Regions from separate parts of the Zea mays genome. Here region 1 is linked to region 2. Evidence: chromatin contacts called from public Hi-C data. All regions are on one chromosome and are shown on one strand. The core of a region is the stretch at or near the end of the contact, and the rest is flanking DNA. Distances in the headings are between cores, read along the strand shown.

Region 1 (6,061 bases), core at 2,643-5,142, 520 kb before region 2:
TCAGTTACATCGGATTGAGATGGAGCCAAAGATAACTTAAGATCCAACCGAGGCTTCTCCATAGTCCTTTTAGAACCACAAGCCTGTTTATGCAGCTTGGAAGTATCTTCATTGCCAAGAGATAACTTGAAACTTATGTCGTAATCCATACATGAGACATCATCGCTTCCCTTGAGAGAAGAAACAGTGCAGCCAGTACCCATGCTCTGCTTGCTGCTGTCTGAGCTTGATGTGTCACCCAGACCTAGAGCCAACTCAGTCCACTTTCTCTTGCAACCTCTAGTAGGAGCCAGCACATCAAGTTGGCTAGAACCAGCCGCTGAATAACTGACGGCTGGAATGGCGGTGCACTGATTAGCAAAGCCATTTGGATTTGAGAAACTTATAGTGAATGCTGAACGCCCATGCCTGGGTTCCATTGCTATTAGAGTAACCAAACTTTATGGGAAGTACCAGCTGGCCTCACTTCTGGGTTAAATAATTGTCAATAAAGCTACCAAGTTAGAAGATATAGAGAAACTAGTAGGCTTCATTATTTTTGCATCCTCCACTAACAAACCCTGAAGTATCCCTACGATCCATTATCCAGTGTTGTATGTGAAGTGATGCTATTTAGTCACAAGCCGACAACAGTGCTACACTTGTAAGTCCCCAGCCAGAACTCTCATCTGACCAAATGATTGAATCTCTGCAGGAAGTGAACAGAACACAGATGAGATCTGTTCTCATCGAGTTAAAATAATTACGGAGAGAAGAAAATAATGTATAAAGACTGTAAGAAACATGCAACAAATAGAGACTAGTGATACAGTTGAAAAGAAATCAGGTATCACAGTGCATTCAGTTCCATAAATGTAATCAATGTTGACTCTTACATGTTGTTGGCAAGAATAGAAGGGAGAAAATCTTGTATGTGAAAACACAATCTTAAATTCTTACTGCTCAACCAGAGTTCAACGATAAAAGGTCAGGACTGAAGTCATATTACATAGCCAAAAGAGTTAACAAAATTGAGGAGTTCAATCATGCCCAGAAAAGAGAGCAAGAGACAACGAACAGAGTGTTGTTTAAATACTTGGAAGATCTTATATTAAAAATTGAAAATAAGAAATTCAGCATGTGATGTTATGATAAAAAAACTTGACCTGCGGGGGGTAAGACAGCCCCCGGGTATTGTATTAAGAAGAAGACCTTCTCACACAGGTCAAAAAAATCCCCGAACCCCTGCCCCACCCATACACAGCGGCATCGAAGCCCATGTGAGAACGACCACGACCGGGGCTGAGCCTTAGACCTGTGCTTTGGCGTGGGACAGACGAGGGGATTTTTTTAACCACAGCCTGAAATTCGCTCCCACGGGGAGTCGAACCCAGGACCTGAGGAGTGCTACTCAGACCACCTAACCAACTCAGCTAGAGGCCCTTTCGCTGATGTTATGATAAAGAAAGGCACAAAGCTAAACGACTGAATTCCAAATGTATGACAAATTGTTCCATGTGACCATACTGCTAAGAGTTGAATCACTGCTTATTTGTGTTGAAAAATGATATCAGACTCAGAGATAGGATCATAGGAATGGCCCAATGCACAGACTGTTGCTCTAGCCTAGTCAAGGGAATCATGTAGCTCCTGTATATGCCACCATCAAGGGCACCCTGAACTGATGATGGCTGCCCCCCATCATACAGTGCCAATAAGAGGGATGGTCCACATCCAATGGAACCAATGTTCCTAGGGGATTCGCTAGCCTAACAAACCTCCTAGAATATGATCTAAGTGGTGATGCAAGTGACAGGAAGGCCACTGGGAAATCCACCATTGGCCATCGATCTCTACTTCCTCACCGGAGTTCAAGAGGAGGCATGGGTGCCCAGAAAGGGCTACCATCAAGATCAACTACCGATGGCACGTTATGGTTAGATCTTTCATCCATTCCACCTAAGATCAGATAATTTGAACTTCCAAAAAAAATACAGGAACTCAAGTGGCCAAGTGCTACCAGATAAGAACAAAACAAAAACCACAGGCATCATAAACCATTGCACGACATATATACTAAGTAGGGACTAAGTTCCTGCCATAAAAAGTGGCAGAATTTGAAGCTTACGAGTCTTACCAGTAATAATCAAACAGCAGTAGACCACATGTACTTAAACGTTGATTGCCCTAATTCCCAGCAAATGTGCCTGCAAAAATGAACGCAGAAGCCAAAATATCATCATGCATGCCACAGGTTGCAACTTTGTATCAGGAACAATAATATTAACCTGTATGGATCTCTGCAAAAAGTAAGGACTAGAGTATATCTGAAGTGGGTCTATAGGTCAGTGTTATTTTTTTAGAGTCAGAATATAATTAAATATAGGGCAAGAATATTCTAGGTTCATCTCAATCCCAACAAGCAAAATGGAACTTGGTTTCAATTCACCAGATAAAACCATTAAGAAAATTTCAAATGATGCGTAATGGTACTCTCGTATGCCTTTCGTGAGCAAAAGCAACTACAAAGAAAGATATTGAACATAATTTAAACTACGAGAGAGGAGGTCAGAAGATTCACTGGAAAGGAACAGTCAAATGAGCAGAGCTTTTTACTCCATTGAACTTGCAAAGGGAAAGCAGCCTGCCGTGTTCATTTGATTACAAAATCAAGGGAATTGGAGAGGTTTGAGAGGGGTTTTGCCTTGCAGGGGATTTAATCCTCCATACAGTTCCCTTAGTTTTGGGGTCAAACGAACAGAAGGGATGGACCAGAGAGAACGAACCATGCGCGTGTAGAGGTGATCCTGCCACTGTCTTTCGATTGTAGGAGACGTAGGAACATTACTGTATACCTAAACTACATGTGATCCAATTAGGGAGCCAAGATGAAACCAACCATACATTCTTCTTCTGAAGATACTATATTGTTCATAAACGTAACTCTCTAGTCAATAAGTTTAAGATCGTTGTTTTCATGAAGCGCAACTTTGTGAAGCGCTTCTACACCTTCTCCACAAATAAACAATGGATGGGAATTCACAGTGTTCAGAGGCAGACTCTGTCACAAGGTAAGAGGAATTATGAGTGATTTCACTAAGACAACGGGTTGAAAATCTCCTCAATGCAGACATGAACCCCAAAATGAGACAGAAGCTGCAGCACAATTCAGGCTCCACTCCTCTCACCTAGACCCAGAGCCTCAGACACCATCAAAGATCTGACTCAGAACGATTCTCCAGATTTAAAAAAATAGAGACGCGACGCCGCTCCACTAACAAGTATATCCAGTTTCGCGTGCGCACCTCATCAACCGCAAGGGCACGGGTTGAGCTAAGAACTGAACGATCTCTCAAGTTCTCCATGGGCAAACGAAGGGTGGGCTCAGTACGAAGACAATAAACTAGAAGGCCATACCAACCTTCCACCTTGCACCTCTCCGGAACACTGAGCCGGAGCTGGGAAGGATCAACTTGCTGCCAGCGAAGGATTAAATAGCGGACACCCCCCACACCGCGACAAGAACTGAAATTAATAATCGTAAATTCGTGAAAACGAGCGTGGAAGAACCCGCGGGGACTACAAGGAGAGAGATTTTCGCGCAAACTTCGCTGGCGCATACGAGGACGAAAACGAAACCGCCGGCGCCGGTAAAATACGACGACGCCGACCGAGAGGGAGGCGGGCGCGCGCCACGACGGATGGGGAGGAGGGCGAAGGAGATACCTAGGCGGCGGGGGCGTTCGCGTCGTCGCCGTCGTCCGCGCCTCGGAGACGCAGGAGAGAGAGGGAGGGCTGATGGGCAGAAAGCGAGAGGCGGTGATGCGATGCGATGCGATGTCGGACGGGGACGAGGAGAAGTGGAGCAGAGAGATGCTGAGGTGAGGGTGTGGCCCTTTGCCTTGGCAACCAGAGCAGAGAGGGGCAATTACAGCATTCCTTCGGGGGGCTTTTTTAATGGAAAAAAAGTCGCTCTCCCTCCCTTTCGTTTCCTTGGGCAGAGCGGATGCCAAGTTTGTTCGGAGTCCAGCAACGGTTTATTTTGAATAAGCTTTTACGGAACATAAAAAGGGCAGAAACTATTCATGGAAACCACTGAAATAATAAAAAAAGGAAACTAAAAATAGATAATCTGGCACATGTGAACAGCCAGTGATATTTTGTTCTACTATCATATATGTTGGCTCTCTCTAAACTTTGCCGGTTTGTAAGAGAAAGTAGCTGATTAACACGACAATTTTGAGTTGTTCTATGGTATATTTTTTTTACTTTGGTTTGATGGTAAAGAATTGTAAGCTTGTATTTGTCGGAGCATCTGTCTGCAATACGTCTACGTGAGGCCAAAGAGAAGAGAATCTGTTGTTGTCCTTGTCCGTAAATCCGACATCCAGCAAGGATCTTACAGCGAAAAAGGCGACTCGACCAAACGAAGCCGCTTGGAAGAATCCATGGCCGCCTGTGCAAGTGCGCATGCCTCTATGCGGTCGGCGGCGCACCTCACGCCACCGCTACCACGTCGCGCCCATCAACCGACGCGTGGGCCCACGAACCACCTTGCCCCGCACGTCAGTCGCGTATGCTCATTGCTCACTCGGATGGCTCGCGCACTAGTACATGGACGGAATCGGGCCGTCACGGGTGACGCGACTCGCACCCGCGCTGCCGCCCTGCCTCGGATTGTGTTGTGCGTGGGGCCCAGGTGAGCAAAGGATGGTCGCGGCGGCGTCCGTGTCGCCATCCTGGAGTGGTGCCGTCTCTTTGTTTTGCAACGTGGGGGAGTGCGGCCCGGCCGACGTGTCAGCCTCCTTCCCAATTGATCTCCGCAAACTGACCTGACCTCACCTGCTATGCGCTTGCTCTCGGTGTTATATTGTTTTATTAAAATAAAAAAAAATACATCTAATTATATATTTAAACAAATGCAATTACGTAAGAAAAACAATTAGAAATTATATAACATAACCATCAAAATTAAAAACACGTATTTTATTAATCTTTTCTATACTATATAAATCATCAGTTTATATAGTTCCACGTTTACTATCGTCGTAGTGTGTCGTTCTTCCTCTTCCCGCTTTATCTAAAAATAAGGTAAAATTATGCTTAAATGGGGTTCAAAACTTGATTGTGACACCATATTCACACTAATCTAACCAATAAAATACACATATTTTTATGTTTTATTAAAATAAAGTTTACTAATGTTATATAAAAACCGTAACAATACACAGTCATCCGACTAGTATAACTAATAAACTAAGTTTTTTTTCTCATTTTCCTCCTCCACCTTTTTTATGCCTTTTCCCCTCTAGTTTAAGTTGCTTTGTTAGTTTTTTAAGGCTAATTTCTACATACCTTTTTGTCTTAGTCTATGTCGATATGGAACAATCCATCAATTATTAAATTGCTTAAATAATTTAGTTTGAGAAATCCTCTTACTAGTCTTGTAGATCTTATTTAACATTTCTTTCTATGTAGGTGGGGACTCGCTGCTACTTGTTGCTAGATCAATCCCATTTCATTGAGCTCTTGCCCTATAACGATCAATATGCTATGGTGAGTCCACTCTTTACTATGATGTAGAGCTATAATTGTCGTCCAAGTTCAGACAGGGTTTTTTTGCTCCCATCAAACAAATCATGGAAATCGGTAGGGATACATAGGAGGAGGATATGGGTATGGAACTAGAGGTTGAGTGAGAGAATGGGGCAGGCAGAAACATCATCCTGACAAATATACAGGAAAAAAGGTCATCGAAGAGGACCTCCCCAGTACAAGTAGGGGTGTCGAGAAGTTGTGCACATTTTTCCTTGATGATGTCCATAAAGGTTTGAAAGTTCGTACTCTACATAGAATTCATACTGAAATTAAAGTCTACGATATAAAGGAAGACGAGCAGAATAAAGAATAAGGAGTGTGAATGGACTAAACACGCACCTCCAATTATCGTCTGAATCCTAGGGTTTTAATCTTTTTTATTTTTTAGACTTCAAATAGTTAAAACAACTAGCTGAACCAATCAAAATACATCATGTCTCTAAAGGCGACCGGTACCGACCATACTATCCAACTAAAAGACACC
Region 2 (6,447 bases), core at 2,449-4,948:
GGTTGCTGCTTTTGCATCTCCTTTGATTCTACCTCTTCATCCAGGGACTTCACAACATTGTCAACCGCTTCCATTGCTTTTTCAGTAGCATCAGCCTCTTCAGGACCCTCCTCCTGCTGCCCTGTTTTTAAGGCAAACCCATCCAGGGACTTTGCAGTTTTTGTTGCAGATACAAAAGCATCCTTGTATTAAGTATTAAAAGGAAAAATGGAAGCATGAAGGCACTAACCAAATCTTTTGTTGAACAATATAGAGCTGCAAAGATGGGTGCAGGAATTGAGGCGAACACGACTCTGAATTTCCCTGGGTAGTCAAAATGAGACATGAATACATGATTAGTATAGAAAACATAAGTATTCACATTCTAAATTTTCATAGCAATGCCAAACTAAGATGACACAACTGCTATACAAAGATGACACTTTATTTATTTGACTATATTACATTTTAAAAGTACTCCTATATCACATACATGAGGTTTACACAAGTATTGCCATTAGAAGTGCAGATGCATACCCGTTCACATCTCCATGGGACATGAAACATAGTGTTGTACACCCGCTGCCGCTTCTTCTCATTGCCCACTGCAATTGTGCTTCCCAGTGAATTGCCACCATATAGTTCCCCAAGAAAGTATCTGAATGGTGATTTGTCAAGGCACTCAAATTCTGCAACAGCAAATGGTTTATAGAGGTGTGAATATGCATATCTAGGGCTTGTTAACTCAATATATAATAGCATGGTATTAAATCAGAATTCAATTTGAATCTACCAGTGCAATGAAAATTGGTCCACTAAATCCATTATTCTGTTTTGTGATCAGATCTCCCAAATTTAGTCAGATATCAAAATCCGCCAAGAATGGACCAGCAATTAGTATTTCAGACTGTGACGGTCTTTCCAGCCTAATGCTCTAATTCTAGGATGCAACAAACTTCACAGGCAGCGTGTCATGTAATACTTTGTTCATATCACAGAAATGAAACAAGACCATCTAAGAAATTCAGGGGTTCTCTAGAACGAGGAGTGGTGAAAGGACCATCAAATTATCACAATAAAAGGCATGTGGCTCTGCAGAATTACAGTGAACAGTGAGATCTGAACCTCCGAGAATTTTGTTATTGTCCTTCATGTACTTCTCCCAGTCCAGCGACGACTCCTCGAATCAGCTTCTTCTTCATGCCGCCATTTGCCACAGGTCGCCACGCCATGGTCGCCACATCCGCCACAGCCGCAGCAGCTGCGGCGCTCTCCCACGTGCTGCTTCCGCAGCTGCTGGTCCCATCATCCGCGGACGCTGCCACCACCCTCCTGCCCCTGGAGACGCTTTCGTGTTGTTGCTCCTCCGCCGCCTCGGCGGATCCACCGGCTGCGGGGCCATGCCGTGCGCCAGCGACGTGGAGGCATCGGGTGACACGTCGTCGATGTCCATGGTGGCAGATCGGGGCTGGTTCGGCAGCGGGGAGGTGTGGGGGTGGGGGTAGAGATTCGAGGATGGATGCCTAAGTGGGCCAGTGATGGGGAGACGTCGAGCAACACGTCGTCGTCATCCATGGCGGCAGATCGAGGCTGATTCGAGGAGGCGTGGGGGCGGGGGATCTCGGCCATTGCGGCAGTCCGAGCAGCGTCGTCGTCGAGGCGGGGAGCTTTGTTCTGCGGGCTTCCCTCCGCCTCCTCCCCTTCAGCGGCGTCTTCCCCGTCGGTCTCGGTGCCGACGCCACAGGAAGCGTAGTCCGAGCAGCGTCGTCGAGGCGGGGGGCTTTGTTCCACGGGCTTCCCTCTGCCTCCTCCCCTTCAGCGGTGTCTTCCCCGTTGGTCTCGGTGCCGACGCCACAGGAACCGTAGTCGGCAACTGAATGTACAGCCTTGACGGAAATATAGCGAATAACAGAATACTTGAGAACAGCGAAGATGACTAAGGCTAGAACCAATTTTTGTGTTCTAATATGCCCAAAGGTGTCTTGAACACCCACCCAAGGCACGAGGCTCGTCCAAGATGAGGTTTGAAATGGATTAAGTAATTGCTGAAATGTTCTAGAGCAAAGACGAGAGAGCATCCGAGCACACAATCAAGGCGGAAAACAAGGTGGATAGGGAAGCGATCCTGGGCTCTAAGCAAAAAAAACACAAAGTCCAAACTCCCAATCATCGATCGAGCTGGAGTAAGTTTCCCCGTCCGCAGATAGCTTGAAATCCAAATCCCATAGCAACCTGAGAAATGTAACCAGGTTGTAACCGGAAATCTGGAACCATTGCCACCTACCGGAGGACCTCAGCGTAAGCGTAACCGACCAGCAGGGCAAGCCCACGCGGAGCCTCATACTAACCCTTCGGCGGAGGAGCTTTGTTCAGCGGGCTTCCCTCCGCGAGAGAACACCAAATCCGGAGCAAGTAGGACTGGATCTGCACTTAGAGGCCTCGGATCCACACAACCACTGACCAGATGCCGCTAATGCTACAGGATGATCTAGAGCGGTGGGGGCTGATAAGCCTCTCCATGGCTGGCGCTGCGAAGGGTTTAGGGCGGTGGCAGATGGCTGGCACTGCAATGCCCTTTGCCTGAACAGATGGAGGGAAGCAGCGAGAAAGACGGGGAGGGAGCAGTGGAGCGCGGTGTGCGGAGGTGGGATCCATGAGCGGGCGCGGGAGGTGCGGCGCAGGCGACGCGATGCAGCAGCTCCTCGCGTCGATGGCGGCGAGTCATGCGGGCGGGCGAGGATGGATCACGGGGCGGGGGCACGCGAATCACGGGAGCGGAGCCACGGTAGCTGGTGGACGCCTACTTTGCTATCTTATAGAGTAGTAAAGATTTGGCACATAATAACTCACTCAATATGTATTGAGCACTTAATCACCAAAATATACTAGAAATGACCCAAGGGCACATTTCCCTTTCAAACCCCCCTGTTGTAATAAAGACAATGTTCGGTTGTCTGTTTTAGGCCATGCCCATAGATTTTCCCACTTTTTAGGGCTAGTTTAAGAACCCTATTTTCTAAAGGGATTTCCATTTTTCTAACGAAAAATAGTTTATTTTCCTTTAGAAAGATAGGAACCTTTAGAAAAATATAGTTCCCAAACTAGTCCTTAATACTTTAGCTTCGGAAGAATAGCCTCCAGCTACAGTAGCAGCGCTGTAAAAAGCTCAGCCGAATGTCTAATGCTTCGTTCATATGCCGGTACTGGAGGGCATGAAATTGAATTGGTTTGAATATAAAATCAGCCATGGTATTGAAATTAGATGAAATTACAGTTCTATTATTTGGATGTCCCTGCACAGAGGGGTAACACTCTCAATTGGGAGAGAGAGTTTCTAGTTATAGTCCAATACCACGGAATTGACTCTCTGGTTTTAAAAACCCAATTCTATGTGCAACTAAACAACAGAATTTAGAAAAACTGAATCTAAATCCTGATTTTGTATACCAATATCTACATCAAAACGAGATATAATACTTAAAAAAAGTCCTCGTGATATTACGAATGCGTTAGGAGAGGGTAGAGCTAGATAGCACAGGATGACAGTGAGATTATCTATGTCACATGTCAGGTGGATATGTCCGGTAGACAAAAAAGCACCATCCAAAGGATTTCCGTTCTCTCCCACTACACTAGTACGTCTGGAGCTGAACCGATCGACCCTCTCCCTCCATCCCTCCCTCACTGTCTAAAACATTTTTTTCTTTGCTTGAAGCAAGCACCTTCCCCTTTCTCTGCCTCCCTCTCCCCTCCATATATACGCCATTGTGTCGCTCCGCTAGTCTCGCGCGACGCCCATGGGGGAGGAGGGGGGCCTGATCTAATGTAGGGGCAGGAGGAAGCCCTTCCACTGTTCCATCTCTTTCCCGGAGTAGGTGGTGGGCACGACGAAGGCCCCTCGCCCCCACCAGATTCGTGCAACTCGGCGCCTCATCCGATCGGCACCGGCCGCCCAACGCGCTACAGACGCGCTGCCGGTACCCTCTCCCTCTCCGCCCGGAAGATTTGGTTTTTGGTGCATTTGTTTAGCTCTTGGCGATGAATCCCTGTTCGGTCTGTTCCTGAAAGCGTCGGGACTCTGGAGGACACGGCGGCGGCTTGGTGGATTGTGGGAGGGAGGGCCTTCTCTTGGATTTCTGTTGTCGAGGACAGGTAACCAATCGCATCGTCTTCCCCCATTCATGTTTGTCTTTTTTTTTTTCAGTGAGACATGGATTGTTTGGGGGATTCTTTTTTTTTATTTTTTGGGGGGTTTAGGGTCTATGCTTCATCATGCATTGAATTGCGGGTTAGCGCTTGCTTTTTCGCGCGGCGTCAAGGATTGGTACTAGCCATGAGGCGTGCGTTTCGTGGTGTGGTTTCTGGTAAAATTCGGTGGGTAGATAGTGCTGCTCTTGCCTGCGCTGCTTGCTTTATTTGTCTGCGCCTGCCTTTAATGATCGTGATGTGGCCCTTTCCGCGGCAAATTGAATGTGGTGGCCAAAAATCAGCTGTGGCCCTCTCTGGAAAAAAAATAATAATAGAGAGGTTCTATTTGTGATGGGGACGTTATTGTCCGGCAATTTGTCCCCCCGGCAATTAGAAGTAGCTGTTTCTGTCATTTTTCCCCGTTTAATCGTCCTCGTGGCACAAGACAAATATACGGATCGAGAAAAGATTTATTTATTTATTTATGTAACAAGTAATAAAGAGAGAGAAACTGGTCAGACCTCTGCCATTTGTTGATCTTACTGCATTTCATGTCGTTGAAAGAAGGTTAGATTGGTCAGGTTGGATTATTGCCCTTTTCATCTAGGCGAGTTTAGTCTGTTAAAGAAATGGCATACTTTTGGTGTTTGGTTACCGGCAGATGTGCCCTTGAGATGTAGACAGCCACCAGGTTGTTTTCATCGAATTTGCATTATACATGGTGGTACAGAGTATAGAGAGTCTGACCTGAACATTGCTTTTCTATTTACATCTACTCTGTACTCAGAAAAATTTGGCTGGGCTGAAAATGCTTGCTTAGTTTTATCTGCATCAGACGTTTTCATATTTGGTTCATTTCCCTTATTTTTATCGCAACAATTGTCTCTTGCAGGGTCTTGTATTAGCTAGCTATTCACTGGATGTTGGCGATGGGGACAGAAGAGTGGGAGCTCTATCCTTGTTCCTACAGCGGCTCACAGGTGATAGAGTACAGGCCGGTCTCTGAAGACGAAGACGGCGAGGACGACCAGAACGGGGCCGACGTGGCAGTGTCGCTGGACGCCGTTCTCCCAGACGATCTCCTGGAGAAGGTTCTTTCCTTGTTGCCCGTTGCGAGCGTCATAAGGTCCGGGTCCGTTTGCAGAAGGTGGCATGAGATTGTGCATGCGCAGAGGCACGCGTGGAGCAAGACGGTGCCCGAGAAGCCATGGTACTTCATGTTCACCTGCAGCCAGGATGCGGTTTCAGGGTTCGCCTACGACCCGAGCCTCCGCAAGTGGTATGGGTTCGATTTCCCTTGCATCGAGAGGAGCAACTGGGCCACGTCCTCGTCGGCTGGGCTGGTGTGCCTGATGGACAGCGAGAACAGGCGCAGCGTCCTGGTGTGCAACCCCATCACTAAGGACTGGAAGAGGCTTCCTGATGCTCCTGCTGTTGGGGGCAGGACAGCTGATTACAGTGGCCTCGCCTTCTCCGTGGACAGAAGCACTCATCGCTACACCGTGGCCGTTGCAAGGAGCAGCCAGGTTCCATCCGAGTATTACCAGTGGGAGTTCAGCATCCACTTGTACGACTCGGTGTCTGGCACCTGGGCGACTCCCTTCACGGGGGTGTTGCTTGGGTGGAGAGGCGGCGACGAGTGCGTCATCTGCGACGGAGTCCTCTACTACCTGGTGTACTCCACGGGGGTTGTGATGAACGATAGCGAGCATCGCCATTGCCTTGTGATGTACGACCTCGATGCAAGGCATAGTAGTAGCAGTAGCAGCCACACTTCTCTGCTGAGCATGGCTATCCCGGCGCCGTGCGCCCTTACGTGCGGCCGGCTGATGAACCTGAGCGAGAGGCTCGTGCTGGTTGGCGGCATCGGCAAGCAAGATAGGCCTGGGGTCATCAAGGGAATCGGCATCTGGGAGCTCCGTCGCAAGGAGTGGCACGAGGTCGCCCGGATGCCCCACAGGTACTTCCAAGGGTTCGGCGAGTTCGACGACGTTTTCGCAAGCTGCGGGGCGCGTGATCTTATCTACATCCAGAGCTATGGGTCGCCGGCGCTCCTCACCTTCGAGATGAACCACAGGTCGTGGAGGTGGTCCGCGAAGAGCCCTGTTTCCAAGAGGTTCCCGCTGCAGCTGTTCACTGGGTTCTCTTTCGAGCCCAGGCTGGACATTGCTCTCTAGTTTCTTGCCTCGTGTCTACCTCCCACCAGAATCTTCGCGTTGCATTTTGTATGGTTTTGTGGAGCGGCCAAAGCCCAGGAGGTGGTGCTGCTGCTGCCGTTGA

Evidence for each region. Hi-C and Micro-C count contacts between places; a contact is called where the count stands out from the background.
Region 1: a contact with region 2 is called in a Hi-C map of endosperm, with 2.9 times the contacts expected there. The contact joins the promoter of LOC100383395 here to the promoter of LOC103626964 in region 2. A contact is called at or near these places in 3 of 25 Hi-C or Micro-C datasets (ear, endosperm and tassel).

Annotation. Positions count from the first base shown.
Region 1 is chr5:142,501,254-142,507,314 of Zm-B73-REFERENCE-NAM-5.0, reverse strand. It overlaps LOC100383395, which reads right to left and starts at 3,892. Exons shown (of 3, transcript NM_001176050.1): 1 at 3,706-3,892; 2 at 2,117-2,186; 3 at 1-688. The coding sequence starts at 419.
Region 2 is chr5:141,981,175-141,987,621 of Zm-B73-REFERENCE-NAM-5.0, reverse strand. It overlaps LOC103626964 (F-box/kelch-repeat protein At3g61590-like), which reads left to right and starts at 3,698. Exons shown (of 3, transcript NM_001301597.1): 1 at 3,698-3,956; 2 at 4,048-4,131; 3 at 5,060-6,447. The coding sequence starts at 5,088. The coding sequence ends at 6,344.